Linked DNA regions of Drosophila melanogaster: region 1 is linked to region 2. The links are chromatin contacts, called in public Hi-C maps. All regions are on one chromosome and are shown on one strand. The core of a region is the stretch at or near the end of the contact, and the rest is flanking DNA. Distances in the headings are between cores, read along the strand shown.

Region 1 (6,471 bases), core at 1,047-3,546, 160 kb before region 2:
CGACCATTAGCTCTTTGATGTTTATCGCACGGTGTCCATGTCTCGGGCGGGGCTGCGGTCCGGTTGGGTTAAGAACTCGCTTCCATCGAAATCCGGTTAAGTTGCTGTCCAGCTGGTGCCCATCAGGGACATCCATATCCATAGAAATTCGATTAGCAAAACTGTGATTCTCGGCCTGAATAATATGCTCCGAATTGAGATCAGATGCCGATATTCGTTCTCCTGAAGAAAAGGCTGGATCCACAAAGTCTGAGCCTTCCATATTATGGCCAGCAATTTATTGTTTTGATAATATATATATATAACTTGATTATTGTAGACAGCTACAAATTAGGTTTGCATTTCCTTTCACGGTGCGTAGTCCATCTGGGAAATTAAAATTTAAATATATTATTACGATTTAAAGACACTTATTTAGTTCTTAGCTTCATAAATGCAAAACCTTTCAAAACAAAAACAAAGCATCCGACAAGATTTTAAAACCCACAACTATTACTTGTAGTTTAACTTCTGCGATCAAAGCACTGAATTTCCTCAAAATACAGTTTAAATCGAGTTTTTAAAGTTTGAATAAATATGTTTAAAAATGATTACCATATACTAAATATGAATGCATTAAAAACAGCTAGTACAAAGGTATGCTGATACTTAAAGGAGTATTTATATACCGAATGGCTTTGTGCTTATGTGTTTCCTTTAATTGTAAAATACTAAAAACCCAAAGGCATTCTCTATGTAATGCACAATTTATTTTGGCCTGGCAATGCTGGAACTAGACGCTTCCCTATAATGGATTAGGTCTACGCGCAAAAACTTTAACAAATCAGCCAATCAAATCTTGGAAAATAATTGATATTTGAGAGATATTTTATATGAAGTTCATATTTAAATGCTATACGACAATTTTCACTTTTAATGTTCAAAAAGACAAACACTATTAAGAATTATCAAAATTAAAAGCCGAACTGAGACCTCACACACGCAATTACTTATTAGAGGTGAACTTACAGAAGAAAAATATCGATACATAGATTGCTTAAGCTAAAATCTGAACATTGCCCACTTATTTGACCGCAAAAGCGGAAACAGTATATAAGCGTATTTTACAAAATTAGCATTCCACTATGTTTCCACTGCAGAAAAAATATTTGAAGATATTATTACTTTTTAATAGAAACTTAATAATTTTATAACAGCTCAACAGAAATGAGTTCATACGCAATGGAACACACAAATAATTTGAAGTCTAGAGAATTTTTCTTTTATAAATCTAGATAGGGATTGTTGTTACATAAGTTAAGTGAGGTTTAGTGTCGGAAATAATGTTTACTTTGACGATCATTTTCGAATTAATATTTGTGGTGCGAATATGAATCAAATCATATATAAATGATATACATACATATATGTATATACATACATATACATATATACAATAATTTCTGGACAGGTCGTTGTTTGTACTCTTCTAATTCAATCGATGCAAAGTGCAAAAGCGAAACAAGGACATGCTGGTTCTCAAAATTAATGGTCCGTAGGGTATTGAAAAGAATGAAAAAGGTTTTATACTTTTCAAGGAATTTTGTACACCCTATTACTCTACAAATAAAATATGTAGTTTTCAACGAGTTTTATGCATTATACATAATGTTTGGGTGTTTTAGAATAGAGAGTATAGAATGTTAAATGTATATATGTAAATGCTTTAACAATATTCCTATGGTATATGTAAACTCGTTCCGATTTCTTGGTTTCAGAAGTATGGACTTTATTAATAAATAATAAATTATGTATTGGCTTTTAACATGGTTTTGTTTTATGTGATAGTGCCAATCAATATATTTTTAACACAATTACATTTATATTTTCCGAGTGTAAAGAAACGTTTATGCTCTTATCTCATAAGAAGGTGATCGTCGCAGTACTAACGTAAGATAGGCAAGCAAAAGATAAGTTGATGCGACAATTCAGACAAACAGCTGGACAGCTATCTTTCAAATACTTCTCTTTAAATAACTGTGGCGCTGAGATTTTGCCGCAGTTCAGTGTAAACTTATATGTAGGCATAACCGATTTTCTAACATTTTAACTAAAAAGAAAAGTGAAGAGGTATTACGACGTAAGAGAGATATGCTACACGAACATTTGTGCTAGCGCGGCGTAATAAAATAATTTATTTTTACACTACATGTGAAAATACATCGATATTAGAATATTACAGTTTTGTGAAAACTAAGTGATTTCGATAGTAAAAGTTTGATATATCGATATATATTTCCCTGTGGAAAAATAAATACTGCTGAAAAGGAAGGCGTCACAGTGTCAGTACTTTATATTAAATATTTCGCTATATATTGTGGCGTTTAACTTGAGTCGTGTACAATTATTTCGCCTTCTAGTTGTGTACGTATTCCAAAAAAAATGCAGTTTTTAACAGTTAAACGAATGGGTACGCAAAGGAATGTAATGGGGCCAGGAAATGAACATGATATCATTTTATATTGTATGTTTTCCGAACATACGCTGTTCTCGAAATGAAATTAAAGCTGAAAGTTACTGATAGAGTAGCCCAGAATCAAATCCAAATGTGTACAATTTTCATTTGCTCGAAGGTTCATCATATTACTCCATGGTCAATATGGCCAACACCAATTCATATGTATGTATGTAGCTCTTGTCGTGACATGACGTAAGATTTCTGTTGGTGAAGAGAAGGTGGGGTGCACTTCCTTTGAACAAGTCTCGAATATTTCAATGAATTTGAATTGATTGGGTTTATAATACTTTTACCCTGAGTATGTTTATGTTTTTATTAGGAAATATAGAATCAACGGTATAGGATACATTTCCTGTGCACCTGTTCATTTACTGTGTGTTCATATCAAAAAATTCATGTGCACGTACTATGTGTGTACTATATATGTAAATTTAACATGTGCAAAAAATAGAGTGAGGCCCAGTTACCGACTAGCATGTAATTGTTGCAAAAATTTTGGCCAATGGCTCGAATATTTGTCAACTAGAACTAAAATAGATACATGTAAAATGACTTCCCTGACGTACATACATATGCGTGAATTTATTCTATTTATGGAAATCGTTCACACCTCATCAATATGAAAACTTTTAGTTTAGTACAATTGTGTAAATGAAAACAGTGTTTTTATACCCATTACTAGTAGAGTAAAAGGTATAATAGATTCGCTGAAAAGTACGTAACAGGCAGAAAAAAGCGTTTCCGACCATATAAAGTATATATATATATCCTTGATCAGGATCAATAGCCGAGTCGATCTATGAACGTATGAATCCAGATCTCAGGAACTATAAAAGATGTTTGAGATTCGGTATAAAGATTCTAAAGCCGCAGAGCAAGTTTGTTGACTCACTTTAATTTTTTCTCATTTTATTCCACACTATCTATCTATATGCCAAATTTTACGCTCGCATTTCCGCTAGCTGAGTATAGGATTCTGTCTTGTTTAATAAGTGAATCGGAAATTTAAAGAATTAATACAAATTGGATGTTAGGAACATCAAAATTGACTTGTTAGTTAATTTAAACTATTTATGTCTTTCCTTCTCGCAAGTTCTGTTCTATTACGTGATGATGAAATTTCCGAATCGATCAACTTGTTCCACTGAAGAACTCTGAAAACGCCGCAATCTTTTGAACCGAGTATCAGATTCAGAATTGAAAGCTTTCAATAAATTTCAATAAAATAAGATAACTTATGAAACAGGTATACGTTTATGTTCTTCGTAAATTTTGCATCGAATTTAAAATGTAATTTAAACTATCAGATGACCGTTACTCAGCTAGTCCAAGTGGAAATATCGGTAGAAATTGGGGAAATAAAATTTATTTTATTGCTCTAAGATGAGGACGGGATTAATTTGGGCGGTTTTTAGGGGTCAGAGTGGGCGTAGACAAAATGGTTTCGGCGTATCGATAGAAATAGCGAAAACAACTGATTTAGTCCAAAAATATTAAATCATTTCTCAAAGATAAAAATTTTTTTGGCAAATCGATTAAAATTTACAAGACCTAATAATAATATGAAATTTTAAAAAAGAGTTCGCGTGGCAGTTTTGGGTTTGTGGGCGTTAGAGTGGTCGTGCCAACATCGGTCAACAAACTTGTGTTGCGTATATGCCTCTCACAACCTTCTAGCTTTTAAAGTTTCTGAGAACAGACAGACGGGCATGGTCAGTTCGACTCTGCTACTAATCCTGATCAAAGAATATATACTTTATATGTTTGGAAACGCCTTTTGCCTGTTACATACTGTTCAACGAGAAACGGGTGTAAAAAGCTTGACTGTGTAGTCGAGATTGACTACTCAGTCAAACCATTGTGTAACTTTCTTGCTAGAATATGATATATAAATATGAATCATAAATAAAAAAATTTCTTAGGATATCTTTGTGAACTCAACTATGCCAAAGACACTAGAATATTTGACTATGCTATGCTAAAGTTTTTACATAATTCGGTCAAAATTGATTTTTAATAGTATTATGCCATTGTCTTAATCAGATTGGAAGCTTATCGTTGACAAAAATAAGATTATTTAATAACAATTTCCTGGAAAGAAACGAATCGGATCGATCTACTTTTAGCTAGATATTTATTGCATTATCTTGAACACGGCAATGCGTCACACACGTTCCTTTTTTGTATGACAACAGCTTACTAACAAGTAAATCTATTGTTTTTATAAATGATCAATAACTAAGTGCCATTTTAGCACTAAGAATTACACGTTGAAAATTGTCATGTTGTCTGGCTTCTAAAATAAGTCAATTTGAATAGAGATTTCTTAATTATATTAGTGTATGCGCAGCTCTCAGAAACTGCTCACAAAAATTGCATGGCACACTTTTATATATAGACAACTGATCCGCATTTCCCAAAAACCGCGAAGTTCGTTCAAATTGTTACGTACATATATACAGTTACGGTTTGAAAGAAATTATATGGTCAACGGATCCATTGTCAGTAGATACAAAAATAACTTTCAATTTAGTACGCAATTTAAGACTAGTGCGATTTATATATTGTATGTTGACAAACAAATTCACTAAAGCAAAGAATCCGTGAAATGAGACCACAGTTATATTTTCTTTTGCCTTCGTGTTCTACTAAATCCACATTATTTTCATTACCTTTTATCACACATAAAAATTTGGCGCCTACCGCGATCGTCGGTGTCTCGGCAGAGCGTTTTACCGTTTGTCTTGGTTATCTAGCGGTGTAGTGCTCTCGACTTTTTAATAAATTCAAATTTCAGATACTCGAAAGCAAAAAATATATACATACATAAATGGTCCATTTGCATATCTTCCTATTACTCCCTTGCGCGTTAACTAGAGAAAATATTCGTTGGGAAGTACTTTTAAAAATAAAGAAATTATCTGCGCTATCTAGATGTTAGGCTTCTGTTGAATTTATACATTTTTAAATACAGATAAGACCATAACAAATGGCCACTATAGATGGAAGACCGGCGCAATATGGAATTTCACTTAAACAACTGCGCGAGCTCATGGAGCATCGTGGTCGTGAGGGTGTAATGAAGATAGCTGAAAATGGTGGCATTCACGAACTATGTAAAAAGTTATACACATCTCCCAATGAAGGTAAGTTTTTCTCTATTTACAATATTAATGTATTTAATTTATATTGAGTTTACTTTTACAATACTTTAATTGAATTACCATAAGGCCTAAGTGGATCGAAAGCTGACGAAGAGCATAGACGTGAAACATTCGGTTCCAATGTTATACCACCGAAGCCACCAAAGACCTTTTTGACTCTAGTCTGGGAGGCTCTTCAAGATGTGACCCTTATTATATTAGAGGTAGCTGCATTAGTATCGCTTGGTCTATCATTTTATAAACCCGCCGACGAGGATGCGCGTAAGTAGTTCAGTTTTGTGGTCCGTAATAAAATATTGTCTTTTAATATTGTTTTTTTTTACAGCTGTGTTGCAGGAGGAGGAAGAACACCATGGTTGGATTGAAGGATTGGCCATTCTTATTTCTGTTATTGTCGTAGTTATAGTGACAGCATTTAATGATTACTCTAAAGAAAGACAATTTCGAGGTCTGCAAAATCGTATAGAGGGCGAGCACAAGTTTTCAGTTATTCGAGGAGGAGAGGTGTGCCAAATATCAGTTGGTGATATTCTTGTTGGCGATATTGCTCAAGTTAAATATGGAGACTTATTGCCGGCTGATGGGTGTCTTATTCAAAGTAACGACTTAAAGGTAAGTTAAGAAAAAACGTAGATATAGACTATTTTATCAGTAAAGTATTTGTGAAACAATTTGTAATATAAAGCGCGTGTCTCATTTATATTGACGGTGATAATTTTTCATTCTGTAGGTGGACGAATCTTCTCTGACTGGAGAGTCTGATCACGTCAAAAAGGGGCCAGATGTTGATCCCATGGTTTTATCCGGCAC
Region 2 (5,906 bases), core at 370-2,869:
AGTTGTAAGTGGTTGGCTTGTTGTATTCCAACTTGTCCTAGTATCCAAAGGAGTTTAAAATTGGTATTGAATTTTTGTAGTAGGTTGCGTGCGTGAGATATGTAGTGATCGCTGTTGTTTAGATTTTTAATAGCGGAAAGTGAGTCTGAACATATGCAGAATTTTCCTCTTTTATTTTTGTTGGTTTTTAGGGCCTATAAGGGCTAGAAGCTCTGCTGCGAAGACCGTTCGTTTGCTTTTCTGTAAAAAGTCTCCTGAAAAGTTGTGGGGTCGTGTTGCTTTCGTTGAACTTATTGAGTGTTGTGTCAATTTTGGAGAGATTGGTGTTCCAGGGAGGTAAGGACTGCGCGGGTATTTTTTGTTGTTTAAATGGTAGTTAATGGGCTTTGCTTTTTCTATTATTCGGTCTATTGCTGATTTGTATGGGGGACGTTTTGATGAGCGGTATGATTTTAATATTTTTTATGATTGGGGAGTTGTTAGCGTTGAATAAGGTTTTTGTGAGCTTTGTTATTATTAGGAAGTCCTGTCTATCTTCCAAAGCGCCAAGAGTGATAGATAGTCGAATGATTTATGTATAATATTGGCACTTATCCTAAAATGTTCACAAACTTTTGTTCAACCACTTTTTAAAGTCTTGGAAAAAACATTTTATCTTTGTGTGTTCGTATTAATATATATAGATATTACACGTTTTTTTTCATAAAATATCGATCATTGTCATAGCCCAGTTCCATTATCAAATGGTTTTTTAGCAGATGTGATAGTGAAAGTTCGTAATCGTTTGTACATTTGAGACACAGTTATATGCAACGTGCTGCCACAACTACTATGTATTATGTATAATACTATTTTTTACCTTTTATTTGTCTAAAATCTTCTTTTGTTCCTTACAGCACTTATTGTTTTAAATTATTTTCTATTTTGCGGAAACGAAAAATTATATTGTTTATGTATATACAAATTTTTGTTGTTAGTATTGCCAATATCAAAACTAACTTATTTAATATTATTAATAAATTTCATAGAATGCAAATATGAGTATATATTGCTGTTTTGCAATGAAAATTGCATTAAAATTGCGAGTGCGAGGCAGATATGCCAAACCAAAAAAGTAGCTGTTTAGGTTATTTAGGCGTTACTGTTATCGACATGTTAACTTCCAAATGAATAATTTAAACTTTTCCGGGGATCGATTTTGGTTCTGATGCTGAATGGAATATAGTAACTAGAAAAACTGAATCCTGGAATAAACGATATCTTTCCTTCTCATTATTCTCAAAGTTCTCGGTTGCTTTATTGACATTGGAGACAAAATCAACGGAAGTATTTTAGGATATGTAAATGTTAACTTTATATATTTTCAGTCATTTTTTTTGCTGTTCCAAATTGGTACAACAATACAAGAATGAAGGAAGCCATCCCTAAAAGTGTACTCACACTACAATTTGCAGGATACTTTTAAAAGGAACTTTTGTCCAATCTTTTTTAATTAAAAACAATTTTAAAGGGCCCACGTATTTTATTTCCACCGTTCCATAATTGTTACTAAGCATGTGACGCTATCTTTACGCACATAGCCACACATAAAATTTTGATTGGAAAAGTTTGAGACATTACTAAGTAAGTTACTTTTCTATTTGAAAATTAATCCAAACCTACGAAACCTGCCTTTTACAACTAATAACTCTATATATATATATATCTATTATTTTTGAAACCATCGAAAGCCATCGTAAAATGTTATTGATTATATGGACGATTAATGCCAAAATGTACGTGTTTGTATATGCGTATAAAAAAGTATGGTTATTTTTTTCAGTTTATTGACGTTTAATGTAACTGAAATGGCAAAGAACGCTTACAGCAATCCATACCTCACACATACTAACTGTGCACCTAGGTATGGCTATGTACATACTTTTACTGAAAACAACAAGCTTTAAGCTCTTGTGCAGTTCGGTCATAGCCTTAGATTCTTTCACTTGCCTGGCAGTATCCTTCGGGGACTGTCTATTCTAACAGTACAAATCGTTTATAAACATTGCCGTCAAGTAGTCATTCATAGTTTATTTTCCTGACGTATAAAATTTTCTAACAAAAAGTTGTGCAAGTAGTAGTAGCTATAAGTGTTTTTTTTTTTATTAATCTTTAGGAAAACTATAATGATTCACGAAATCAAACTGTGTATCGTACTTCAGTAAAAATCCAAACCTAGCAATCTAATATACATACATGCATATACATATTTATGTATATATAAAAATAATGTATGCTTATACATTCAACGAATATGTTTTCTAAAATTTAATTATCGCTGGAGTATTATTCACAGTAAACATTGAAATGTGAACAAAGGGTTTGAAATGTTATGTATAAATTAAAACCTACCTACGCTCGTAAGTTTTACTGCCAGTAAAACATCCGTTTATTAATAGCCGAGTCAATTTGCCCATGTCCGTCTGAAAGTATGAACGTCGAGATCTCAGGAAATATAAAAGCTAAAGGGTTCAGCATATAGATTCTAGAGACGCATGTTGCCACGCCCTAAAAACGCTCAAAGGACCAACATTTTTGAAAAATTTTTGTAAATTTTGTCATTAATTTATTATTCTTGTCAAATAACTTTTAACCTCTAACGCCCTAAGGCTGCCAAACCGGTCACGACCACACTTTTTAACATTTTTAATTGTTTTCTCATTTTATTCCACAATATCTCCAGAAAATTGATTAATTTTCCGTCCGCATGTACACTAGCTGAGAAACGGGTATCTGATATTCGGGGAAGTCGACTATAGCATTCTCTTTAGTTAAATTGTTACATTTGGGTAATACAATTTAGATTGAGATTTGTCCCGTGGTTTTCGTATTGCAAACATAAAGCATAAGACAAATCACATATGTATGTATGTACGTACATATTTATAGGTACAGGTTGTAGGTACAATTTGCCTGTATAAAAAGATTCGATGAATTTAATAAAAAGCCGATCTGTCCCCGGAGTTCTTTAATATCTGACAAACATTTCTGCGATATGTTATTCAATACTTACAAGTTTGCTATTAAACAGTTTATCTCTGAAAGACATAGAGCTGTTTGCCGTCAGCTGCTACAGTTGTCGAGTATCAATTATTTCTTAGTGCCCGACATTTTTAATGTTTTATTCATGTACATTGAAACATTTGTAATGTTTCATTTATGTACCTTTAGGTTATCAACTACCAAATTAGTTGTAAATCAAAAAAACTTAAAATAATAACAAGAAAAGCTTTAAAATTTTAAACTAAGCCCACTCTGTTCTCGACAGCTAAAAACATTTAGGGAAGAAGATAAATAAAAAAACAACTAACTCACTACCCATTACTATCTACATTCATACATCTATATAGCTTAAAGTGCAAAGTCTGTTAAATGCGTCTATCATATCAGGTCATCGGTCAGTAACAATAATTGGATCATCCATTAGCAATTCCCTTCTGAATTGCCGTAAGACTCGATCAATTTCGAATTAAATTATATACAAAATATTTAATATGGATTTCCAAGTGACTTTAAATCTTACATTTTATTCCGCGATAAAGAATATATGTAGTTTTTTATTATTATTTTTTTTATTTAGTTTTTTATTGTACAATTTGAGGAAATTTTTCTGGGAAACTGTACTTTTACCATAAAGCAGTTCTGTTACCCTCCGAAATAATATCAAGAGAGAATGCTATAGTCAAGTTCCCCGACCATCAGATACCCGTTACTTAGCTAGTGTGAATGCGAACGCGGAATATAATCATTTTTCTGTGATATCGATACATATGGGGGAAAAAAGTGAGAGAAAAATTAAAAAATTGTTCAGAAGTGTAAATATATACTTAAGATGGTCGGAAACGCTTCCTTCTGCCTTTTACATACTTTTCAATAAATCTAGTATACCCTTTTACTCTTTGAGTAACGGTTTTAACATAGCTGGAAGATAGAACTTTCAAAAATAAAAGAAGATAAAACACCTACTATCAAATCAAAGATCCTTTGGAAGGTCGTCTTTTCATAATTTTTGTCTTTTTTAGCCTATTACAAAAAATCTAACTTATAAACAACGCTTTATTCTGGGAAGGTGGCAGACCTTAACAGCCAAGTCCAAAAAGGTGTGTGGTAAGGCTAAAAATACATATCACTAGCAAATTCTTTTTGAAATCCCCCTATTTCCCTGCTGGTTTTTGTTGCACATATACCTAAGAAGGTATTATTTTGTGTATGTGTTATTTTATTGTTATATTCTTCTTTGAAATTAAAACAAGATAGAACGCTATAGTCGACTTCTCCGGTTATCAGCTAGCCCAAGTAAGACCGAAAATTTTCAACATTTTTAATTAGTATCGGTAGAAATTGGGAAAGAAAATTAATGTTAATCCAAAAAAATTAACTTATTTTTCAAAAGTGTGGGCGGTTTTTGAAGGTTGTATGGCGTTAGAGTGGACTTGTTAAAACGCTTTTTGGCAAATCGATAGAAATATACAAGACTAATAAAATTATGAAAAAATATCCAACAATTTTTCAAAAGCTTGGGCGTGGAAACGCTTCCATACATACTTATTAATACGTGGACTGCCGTCTGCAGTGGTATTGTCTAGAGAGTATGAATTTTTATGGAACGATCTCTTGTTTACAGTCAATAGAACGATAACGTAGTTTCAAAGTCCTCTTCCGCTAACTTATCATTATTCTTCGTACTGTACTTGGCAGTGTTGGTTTGAGTTAATCAGTAAATTATCAAAGGTGCTTTATTTTACATGTTCCGACTTATTCAAAGACATTATATCAAATTTATTGGCTTTTCTTTCTTTTTGTAGAGTTATTTCCGTTTTAGGTATTTTCATTTGCTCTTATCCTTCGATAAGAACTAGTATTATGTCCATTTGCTAAAACTTTCTTGGCTATTGTAAGTGTGTTTTTTTTTTTTTTTGTCCGGCACGGGTGGATTAAACATCTTCCTGCATTTGCAAATCTTAAATGCGAGGTGTCAATAAACTCCAATTTTTATTATATTCTTAGTTGTGTTAATCAAACTCGCTTAAATGTATGTAACACTTCTTGAGTGGCATCAACAGCCGATTCGGTCTAGCCATGTTTATAATTTTGGGGTATTCATGTATGCATATCCTGCAACCTATAGCCAATGAGTGCTTTAAGATCAAATGACCTCAGATTTCAGTCAACATTGAGGGTTTTTAGGCAATACCTTTCTATATAAATACATAATAGCTTAGTTGTATGTAATGATATTCTTTTCTTTTCTGGGGGATTATATATTATGTAATGTTCAAATTTTTTTCTTACGTTGTTAATTCTTTCACAAGTAACTATTACTCAGTTTAGCTACTTTACTCTACAGGCGGAGATGTAGGACGTATTGCGAAGGAATATAAGCCGTACGCAGCCGCTTAGTACTTTGTAGGGTAAATATATATTTCAAAACATTTCTTTATTAATTATTTCTGTCAATAATTAATTTATATTCTTCATTCCTTTGGGTTGGTACAAGGTGCCTTATGCTTAACTGTATTATTAATCTAATCCGTTTCAACCGTTTAGATTAAAAAGTCTATTACGTGTCATTAAGATTTTTTTTAAAAGTTCACCTTGCTGTTTTAAGCTATGTACAGGGATACGAATTTGTTTTTTTGTTATAATTGTTTATAATATTAAATTTTTAATTTATAAAAGAAATGTAAATTTCCAGTCTTGCTATGAGCACTAATTTAGATATCCGTACGGGCCAAAAAGAGTGGTTCTTATCAAAGGTTTTTGGAACTTATCAATTTCTACTTGTTTCCATTAAGAAAATTAATTTAAAGGCCTGATTAACTAGTTTAATATAAGAGCGCGTCGAATACGGACTTTATTTCTGTGGC

The links. Hi-C and Micro-C count contacts between places; a contact is called where the count stands out from the background.
Region 1: a contact with region 2 is called in a Hi-C map of the Kc167 cell line, with 3 times the contacts expected there. The contact joins the promoter of PMCA here to the promoter of Abcd1 in region 2. A contact is called at or near these places in 51 of 107 Hi-C or Micro-C datasets (the Clone 8 cell line, the D17-c3 cell line, the Kc167 cell line and 20 more) and 2 of 6 datasets of contacts at active chromatin or transcription factors (both in the Kc167 cell line).

What each region holds. Positions count from the first base shown.
Region 1 is chr4:354,482-360,952 of dm6, reverse strand. PMCA (plasma membrane calcium ATPase) reads left to right here and starts at 2,296. Exons shown (of 18, transcript NM_001201587.2): 1 at 2,296-2,403; 2 at 5,472-5,643; 3 at 5,728-5,922; 4 at 5,987-6,273; 5 at 6,392-6,471. The coding sequence starts at 5,487. It overlaps Hcf (Host cell factor), which reads right to left and starts at 1,015. Exons shown (of 13, transcript NM_205873.3): 1 at 973-1,015; 2 at 1-366. The coding sequence starts at 262.
Region 2 is chr4:189,542-195,447 of dm6, reverse strand. It overlaps Abcd1 (ATP binding cassette subfamily D member 1), which reads left to right and starts at 1,619. Exons shown (of 10, transcript NM_166736.4): 1 at 1,619-1,903; 2 at 5,387-5,450. lncRNA:CR44441 (long non-coding RNA:CR44441) reads right to left here and starts at 716. Exons shown (of 1, transcript NR_123744.2): 1 at 1-716.